Regions from separate parts of the Zea mays genome. Here region 1 is linked to region 2. The links are chromatin contacts, called in public Hi-C maps. All regions are on one chromosome and are shown on one strand. Each heading gives the region's core, a stretch centred on a gene start, on an enhancer-like site or on the middle of the called end of the contact. The rest is flanking DNA. Distances are from core to core; before and after follow the strand shown. Region 1 holds the start of LOC100191877 (N-acetyl-gamma-glutamyl-phosphate reductase). Region 2 holds the start of LOC100282926.

Region 1 (4,213 bases), core at 652-3,151, 570 kb after region 2:
CGAGGTCGAGTCCGAGCTCCGGGTCGGGCGAGGCGGAGACTGTCGTCCGAGGCCAAGGCTGAGTCCAAGCCCTGGGGTCGGGCGAGGCGGAGTTCGTCGTCTTCCGGGACCGAGCCCGAGTCCGAGCCCTAGGGTCGAGCGAGGAGGAGTTCGTCGTCTTCCGGGGCCGAGCCCGAGTCCGAGCCCTGGGGTCGGGTGAGGCGGAGTTCGTCGTCTTCCGGAGCCGAGGCCGAGTCTGAGCCCTGGGGTCGGGCGAGGCGGAGTTCGTCGTCTTCCGGAGCCGAGGCCGAGTCCAAGCCCTGGGGTCGGGCGAGGCGGAGTTTCCTATGGCGCCCGAGGCCGGACTTAGCTGCTGTCAGCCTCACTCTGTCGAGTGGCACAGCAGTCAGAGCGACGCAGGCGGCGCTGTCTTCTTGTCAGGCCGGTCAGTGGAGCGGCGAAGTGACTGCGGTCACTTCGGCTCTGTCGACTGAAGGGCGCGCGTCAGGATAAGGTGTCAAGCCATCCTTGCATTAAATGCTCCTGCGATATGGTCGGTCGGTGTGGCGATCCGGCCAAGGTTGCTTCTCGGCGAAGACTGGGCCTCGGGCGAGCCGAAGGTGTGTCCGTTGCTTGAGGGGGCCCTCAGGCGAGACGTGAATCCTCCGGGGTCGGCTGCCCTTGCCCGAGGCTGGGCTCGGGCGAGGCGATGTCGTGTCCCTTGAGTGGACCGAGCCTTGACTTAATCGCACCCATCAGGCCTTCGCAGCTTTGTGCTGATAGGGGGTTACCAGCTGAGATTAGGAGTCTTGGAGGTATCCCTAATTATGGTCCCCGACATGATTTTTATGCAAAGTGTGTAGGTCTATTCTCATCTCTCACTTCTCGTCTAACAATAGATCCAGTATGTTATTATACAACAGATAAGCTATGAAAAACCAATTAAGTTCAACGTGATAGAAAACTACACGTGGTGTAATGCTCTTACATAATACAACTTCGCTAGTTGAAGTAGGACGAGCAACTGAGTGAGCTATAAAAAATAGAGACATGTTTTTGTAAACTCATATATTTCTCGTCCTTTTAGTTAAGATAATTGTAATATTTGTTTTTATTAATTTAATATCTGATATTCATTTTAATATTAAATTTATTTTTATATGCATCAGATATGGTTATGTGGCGTTTCAGCGCACGGTCATTATCTTAGTCGCATAAAACTTAAAAATAACGACTACTTTAAAAAAAATTGAGCAGCTCGAAGAAAAACTTCTGTCCATATAGTCTTGAAAAACTCTATTTTAGACCGTGTTTCCATGTATATGATGTTGTGTTCTGGAGTACTCGAAGTGATTGAAAATATTTATTTACAGTTCTAGTTCAGTTTGGTAATGTCACAATAAAAAAAGACTGATAAAATTAGGTATCCTGTGCTTACCAAAGGAGAAAATGAGGAGGTGTTTGTTCTTTCGACTGAAATTTAGTTAGTGTCATATTATATTTTTCTAGTCTTTATCTTTGTAATTAATTTTATAATTAAACTATATTTAATATATATATATTTATTATTTAAACGTCTAATATAACGTGGATGAAAGTTTAGTTGGGTCCAGACACCCTATAAGAGAGGAATCTTAGACATAGAGACGCAAAATGTTTTGTTTAATAGGTCCGTCCGTTTATAAATATATGATACCATTATTTAAAAAAAATTTGATCACTCGTTTTATTTAAAAGAATAGTGACTTATCATTTTTTTATTTGTTTTATCACTTAAAGTTTGTGTTTAACTTAAATTTTTGCATTTTTAATAAATATTATGAATAAAATGAGTGATTAAAGTTTTCAAAAAAAGGTTAATGGAGTCATATATCTATGAACAGGTAATACTCTTTAGGAAGAAGTACTTGAAAAACAAAACTCGAACAAAAAGAAAAAAAGAAAGAAAAACGGTCCACCACACCTTGTATGTGCCCTCCGGCGGGCGGGTCAGAGCTCGCAACTCGCACCAGCACAGCAGCACCGGCAGCACCACCAACCCCAGGGCAGCCGCGCCGCCAGCCACGACAAGCTTAGCAGCCCCTCGCACTCGCTAGGGTATTTATTGGTACAATCGGGTGATCTGCGTGCCGCATCGCGCCGGGACACGGGAGACAATGGCGTTCACGACGCTCGGCGGCTGTGGGGCGCAGGCTTCAGTGCGGTTGGCTCCCCAGGTCAGTGACGGCGATGCTTTTCCACACTAGAGTAGGTAGAGTTGTGTCGTTGAACCCGCGGCTGGGAGCGGGCCAGTCGAGGGTAGATTTGCCCCGCCCGCTGCCGCCGCTCCCCTCATGCCTCGCCTCCCTACCGCACACACGGCCTAGCTTCCCAGCTCGTTCGTTGCCAGGCGCCGGCCAGCCGCAGGCGGCCAGGCTCCGACGATAAATTACATGTGATCTTGTTCGCAGTTCGTGCATATGTGCCTATACGGACCTGACAGTGCGAAGCACTCAAATACCTTTTTTTCCCTGTGCAGAATGGAATCCTTGGATCTAATTCGAAGCCATTCGCGGGCATCATACTCAAGAAACCTCAGCAGGTGAATTAACTTTGCGTTTTCTTTCCCAATAGTAAGATTCTGTGTTGTATATGAACTATGAAGTGCTCATGAAATTCAGAAAATGGTACCCTGCTTTAGGTTGGATCCCTGCCCCTCCGTGCAAGGGGATCCATTTTTTCTTCACCACGCAGGCTTTTCTCCCCTAAGGCAGCAGCCCCTAAATCAGGGGATTCCATACGCATTGCAGTGCTAGGGGCCAGCGGTTATACTGGAGCTGAGGTTGTCCCATCATTCTGATCTCATTTGTATGAGGATTTTTGTCCTCGGTTCTTTTTTGTTTTTGCTAATGTGTTTGCTATACTGTGTTTTTGTTAACAGATTGTTCGGATTCTAGCGAACCACCCTCAGTTTCATATAAAAGTGATGACTGCAGATAGAAAAGCTGGCGAGCAATTTGGATCAGTATTTCCTCACTTGATAACACAGGTGGGAACTTATCTTCTCTCCTCACAATGATCTTAGCCTAGTTATATCAAGAAACAACTAAACCTCTGTGCTGTACTGCATTTCTTTGTACTAGAGTTATCAATCACAACTTTATTTGTTATGTTTATCAAAAATATAAAATTGTTAATTGATTTTCTTCTGATTTGCAGGACCTGCCGAGACTGGTCGCAATAAAAGACGCTGACTTTTCAGATGTTGATGCTGTTTTTTGCTGCTTGCCACATGGTACAACCCAGGTTTGTTTATCGCTATTATGTTTTTACCTTGAATTCTCCATACCTCTTACTAAATTTGTTAGTACAATTGTTATGAACATAGATGCACTCGCAAGATAGTCCTGGTACTTGACCTCCCGTAGGAGGCCCTAGGAGTAAACCAGATCTATTCTTCTTGCTTACCTGCTAATGACCTCCACCTCTCATTATATATAGAGGTGGCTAACCTAACCCTAATGACCTAGCTTATGGGCTTAAGGCCCATAACAGCCCGCAACAACAATACTATCTTAGACTCTGTTGTGCAACATGTGAAGCACTAGATTTTAATACATTAGAACGCACTACCTAATTATATATTTTTTCAGGAAATTATCAAAAGCTTACCCCGACACTTAAAGATTGTTGATCTCTCAGCGGTATGCTCTGCAGTCTGCACACACTCTATTTACTTCTCTAAGTACGATCTCAGTTGTTGAAAAACTATTGCTTACAGGACTTCCGACTACGCGACATCAATGAGTATGCTGAGTGGTATGGACATTCCCACAGGGCACCGGAACTTCAGGTTTCGTACTACTCCCTCCATTTCAAAATGTAGGGCATATTAGGACTTAAAAAGTCAAACATTTTAAAATTTGACCATCAATTAGCCAAAATTTCTGTATAATTCATCCATAGGTTCATATTCTGCCTGTGTGTTAGTAAGAATATAGAATGTTGATTTGTAGTAATTGGTTATATTATTAGAGCTGAAAGACCTTTTTAAATACTAATGCGCCTTATAAAAAAATAAAGGGAGTGATTTTCTCTTCAATCTTGCCTAGTAAGCATTGCCTTTGCTGTCTTGGTATTTAAGCTGTCACAATTGTCCTTAATGATTTGTGCCATTGATGTCTTGTATGATACTTCTTCTAAGTTCTAAGAATTAGGTTTGGCTTTCATAGTTTTTTAATGGTTCTGTTTGTGT
Region 2 (4,404 bases), core at 64-2,563:
CTTAAACTGAATAGCAACTGAGGTAAACTAATTTCTAATCGCAACGCTTTTCTGTGTAAGACATTTTTTCTTCTGTATCTGTGACTGCATTTAATGAAAGCAGGGAAATCAGCAGAAGCTGTATTAGATCATAAATGCTACCCAACCCCAAGCTAACAAGTTGCTGAAGGTAACCAGCTGAGTAGCTCAACGCCTCAACTATAGTTTCTTGTTCAATTTAAGCCAGGGGATGCAACCTACTTTTTGCTATTACGGAGTTTGTTAAAACCATGTGCCTACGGTATTTGGCTTAAGAGGAATATAAACTATAGATTTTCACACTACAAGTCATGGTTTCTGAAATTCTGTAACTTAAAATCAAACAGTTAAGTAGGTTTCACACTACCGTATTCAATTGCTCTAGAAATTGAAGAATAGGGTAAAGTCATGAATTTCTGGTACTGCTGCTAGCTTACAATTCTAAACGATCTAAATAGATTCAACCTTCATTAAACAGCAAGTAAAAGAATGAAAAGAGCAAAGTTAACCTGGCAATGCCAAAGCTGTTGAAGATGGCGGCGCAGGACCCTTGCCCTGCCCACCGCGCCCCTGCTCCGGCGTGAGGTCCTTCACCGCACCGTACTCCGCACTCACCTTGCACCCAGTACGAATCCGCTTGCTGCACCACCGCCGCCGCAGCAAGATCAAGAGAATACGCAGTTAGAATCCCTGATAGGATTTTGAACCACCCGAGGAAAGAACAGAGTTAACAGCTAAGCGAGGTTACCTCTCGGCGTCGGGCGTGAAGAGGAGGGCGTGCGCCGGGGCGAAGAGGTCCAGGGACCGCTTGAGCGACCGGAGGCTCAGCTTCTTCAGAGACTGCGGTTCCACAGGGGGGCCATCCGCCGCCGCCGTTGCCATTAGTGTTAGAAAAGGCGCTATTCCGCGCCCTCCTTCCGCGCTTATACGCTGGGCGACGGGGTACTGCCTTGCCTCGGGGGTAGGCGGTTACCTATGCGGCGCCCAACTGTTGCCGGCGAAAGGTGGCCAGATCCTGCCTGCCAAGGCAGGGATGCACGGGGGCGTAGCGGAGGTCCGGCGACGATGCAGGAGGAGCTAACGTGCGGCAGCGGCGGCTGGTGGGAGAAGAGGCGGCCGGATGGGCGACGGACAGACGGAGGAGACCGAAGGTATGGGTTTCGAGCGGAGGTTGGAGGCGGGATTCAGTGTCGGTCGGAGGGGGCGCCTCGCGCCTGCTAGCGGATGGAGAAAGGATAGAGGAGCCGCCAAACCCTAGAACGTCAGATGGCAGAAGGCGGGTAATTTGCTTGCAAGGCCAGGGCAATCTTGGAACGTAATGATCACTCAGGGCTAGATTGGAAGCATAATAAAACCAAAGGTAATTTGAGGGGCTAGATTTTGAACAAGAATGAGAATCTAGCCCCTCTAATCCTCTGGTTTTATCGCTCGCAAACTAGTCCTGATGGTTGCTCACAACTAAGACGAGAACGAACAGAAACAGTCTGAACCCTCTCTCGTTTCTGTTACATATTTTTTTACCGAGAACGGGAGCGGTATAGCCGGAAATGGTTGCGAGATATACGGTTACACGAAAACAGATTAAAACAAACAGATATTGTCGGCGTTTCGACCCCGGGGGTCCCTGGACCGACGAGTAAATTGTCGCTGCGTGTCCCAGCCCAGATGGGTCGGCGCGAGACGGAACACAAGGGGGAAACAATAAGGGGAATCGCGGCCTCGTGTTGTCCTGCGCTCAGGACGGATGCGCTTGTAGTAGGGGGTTACAAGCGTTCGCGAGGGAGAGAGAGAGAGCCTGTGCGTCAGCCCGTCCTCCCGCGCGGCCACCTTCTCGTATGAGGGCCCTGGACCTTCCTTTTATAGATGTAAGGAGAGGGTCCAGGTGTACAACAGGGAGTGTAGCAATGTGCTAACGTGTCTAGCAGGGAGGAGCCAGAGTCCTATGTACATGCTGACGTGGCTGTTGGAGAGGCGTTGTTGCCCTGTTCATGTGACGTGGCCGTCGGAGGAGCGCTTGAGCCCTGTGGAAGCACAGCTGTCGGGTGCTGTCAGATCCTTGCTGACGTCTCCTTGCTTCCGTAAGGGGCCGAGAACTGTCGTCGTCATGGAGCACGCGGGGTGCCATATTCCTCGTAGCCTGAGCTAGCTAGGGATAGGGTAATGATGGGCCCCCCTATAGCGTGGTCGGTCCGAGCCCAAGGTCGGGCGAGGCGGTGATTCTTCCGAGGTCGAGGCTGAGTCCGAGCCCTGGGGTCGGGCGAGGCGGAGACCGTCGTCCGAGGTCGAGGCTGAGTCCGAGCCCTGGGGTCGGGCGAGGCGGAGTCCGTCTTCCGAGGTCGAGGTGGAGTCCGAGCCCTGGGGTCGGGCGAGGTGGAGTCCGTCTTCCGGTGTCGAGGTTGAGTCCGAGCCCTGGGGTCGGGTGAGGCGGAGCTTCCTATGGCGCCCGAGGCTGGACTTGGCTGCTGTCACTCTCACCCTGGCGGGTGGCACAGCAGTCGGAGCAGGGCAGGCGGCGTTGTTTTCCTGTCAAGTCAGTCAGTGGAGGGGCGAAGTGACTGCGGTCACTTCGGCCTTGTCGACTGAGGAGCGTGCGTCAGGATAAGGTGTCAGGCGATCCTTGCATTGAATGCTCCTGCGATCCGGTCGGCTGGCGAGGCGATCTGGCCAAGGTTGCTTCTCCGCGAAGCCTGCCCGAGCTGGGCCTCGGGCGAGTCGAAGGTGTGCCTGTTGCTTGAGGGAACCCTCGGGCGAGACGTGAATCCTCCTGGGTCGGCTGTCTTTGCCCGAGGCTGGGCTCGGGCGAGGCGAGATCGTGTCCCTTGAGTGGACGGAGCCTTGAACTGAATTGCGCCCATCAGGCCTTTGCAGCTTTGTGCTGATGGGGGTTACCAGCTGAGATTAGGAGTCTTGGGAGTACCCCTAATTATGGTCCCCGACAGTAGCCCCCGAGCCTCGAAGGGAGTGTTGGTACTCGCTTGGAGGCTTTTGTCGCACTTTTTGTAAGGGGACCGGCCTTTCTTGGTTGTATTTCGTTCCAGTGGGTGCGCGCGAGCGCACCCGCCGGGTGTAGCCCCCGAGGCCTCGGAGGAGTGGTTTGACTCCTCCGAGGTCTTAGCGCTTTTCGTGACGCCTCGGCTGGTCTGGTTGTTCCCTCATGTGAACTGGTCGTTGCCCGGGTGCATAGTCAGGTTCCGAGTTCTCGGGCTGGTATGTTGACGCTGTCAACGGTTTGGCCGGAGCCGGGTTTGCGAGAGCAGCCCCCGAGCCTCCGCATAGAGCGAGAGGATGGTCAAGGACTGACTCGGCTTTTATCATACGCCCCTTCGTCGCCTTTCCGCAAGGAGGAGGGAGGGAAAGCGCCATGTTGCCCTCGGAGGGCGTCGAACATGGTGTCTCCAGTGAGTTGCTAACGGGTGATCCGAGTGGACGCCCGTGCCCCGTTCGATAAGGGTCGGCTAGTGGCCCAGAGGCGCGCTCCAAAAGTACTTGCAGGTGATTTGCCGGACCCGTTCGATAAGGGTCGGCTAGCGGCCTTCGTGTTCGTCCCGCGCCCAGGTCGGGTGCGCTTGCAGTAGGGGATTACAAGCGTCCACGCGGGAGAGGGAGCGAGTGGCCTCACGCGAGCGCCTGTCTCGTCCTCGTCCCTGCGCGGCCAACCCTCTGTAAGAGGGCCCTGGTCCTTCCTTTTATAGACGTAAGGAGAGGATCCATGTGTACAATGGGAGGTGTAGCAGAGTGCTACGTGTCTAGCGGAGGAGAGCTAGTGCCCTAAGTACACGCTGTCGTGGCAGCCGGAGAGGTTTTGGCACCCAGTTGGTGTGATATCGTGGCTATCGGAGGAGCGCTGGAGCCTGGCGGAAGGACAGCTATCGGGGCTGTTGAGTCCTTGCTGACGTCCTCTTGCTTCCGTAAGGGGGCCGAGAGCCGCCATCGTCAGGGAGCGTGCGGGGCGCCATCATTGCCTATCTGGCGGAGCGAGCCAGATGGGACGCCGGTCTTGTTCCCCGTAGCCTGAGTCAGCTCGGGGTAGGGTAATGATGGCGCCTCCTGTTGACGTGGCTGGCCCGTGCCCTAGGTTGGGTGATGTGTGTAAGGAAAATGGACCCCGGGCCATTTGGCTAATTGAGTTTTGGTGTTTGATGAACAACACAATCCGTGAACTAATAAATTTTCTAGTGTTTGTGTTTGTAGTTCACAGGATGCGAAGAGAATTGGACCAAGGCAATGAGGATGCAACACCTCAAAAGAAGACATAAAAAGATGCATAGGAGTCCAATACTCAAGAACAAAGAAGCCCGAAGAAATCAGCAAAGAAATCCAAGATAAGGGCTGTCAGCCAGCGCCTGGTGGCGCACCGGACATTGGTGTCCGGTGTGCACCGGACTG

What was found. Hi-C and Micro-C count contacts between places; a contact is called where the count stands out from the background.
Region 1: a Hi-C map of endosperm shows a contact between it and region 2, with 8 times the contacts expected there. The contact joins the promoter of LOC100191877 here to the promoter of LOC100282926 in region 2. A contact is called at or near these places in 2 of 25 Hi-C or Micro-C datasets (ear and endosperm).

What each region holds. Positions count from the first base shown.
Region 1 is chr1:261,124,690-261,128,902 of Zm-B73-REFERENCE-NAM-5.0, forward strand. It overlaps LOC100191877 (N-acetyl-gamma-glutamyl-phosphate reductase), which reads left to right and starts at 1,902. Exons shown (of 14, transcript NM_001137301.2): 1 at 1,902-2,195; 2 at 2,498-2,560; 3 at 2,660-2,800; 4 at 2,900-3,007; 5 at 3,178-3,264; 6 at 3,612-3,662; 7 at 3,740-3,811. The coding sequence starts at 2,136.
Region 2 is chr1:260,553,459-260,557,862 of Zm-B73-REFERENCE-NAM-5.0, forward strand. It overlaps LOC100282926, which reads right to left and starts at 1,314. Exons shown (of 16, transcript NM_001155831.2): 1 at 767-1,314; 2 at 528-658. The coding sequence starts at 900.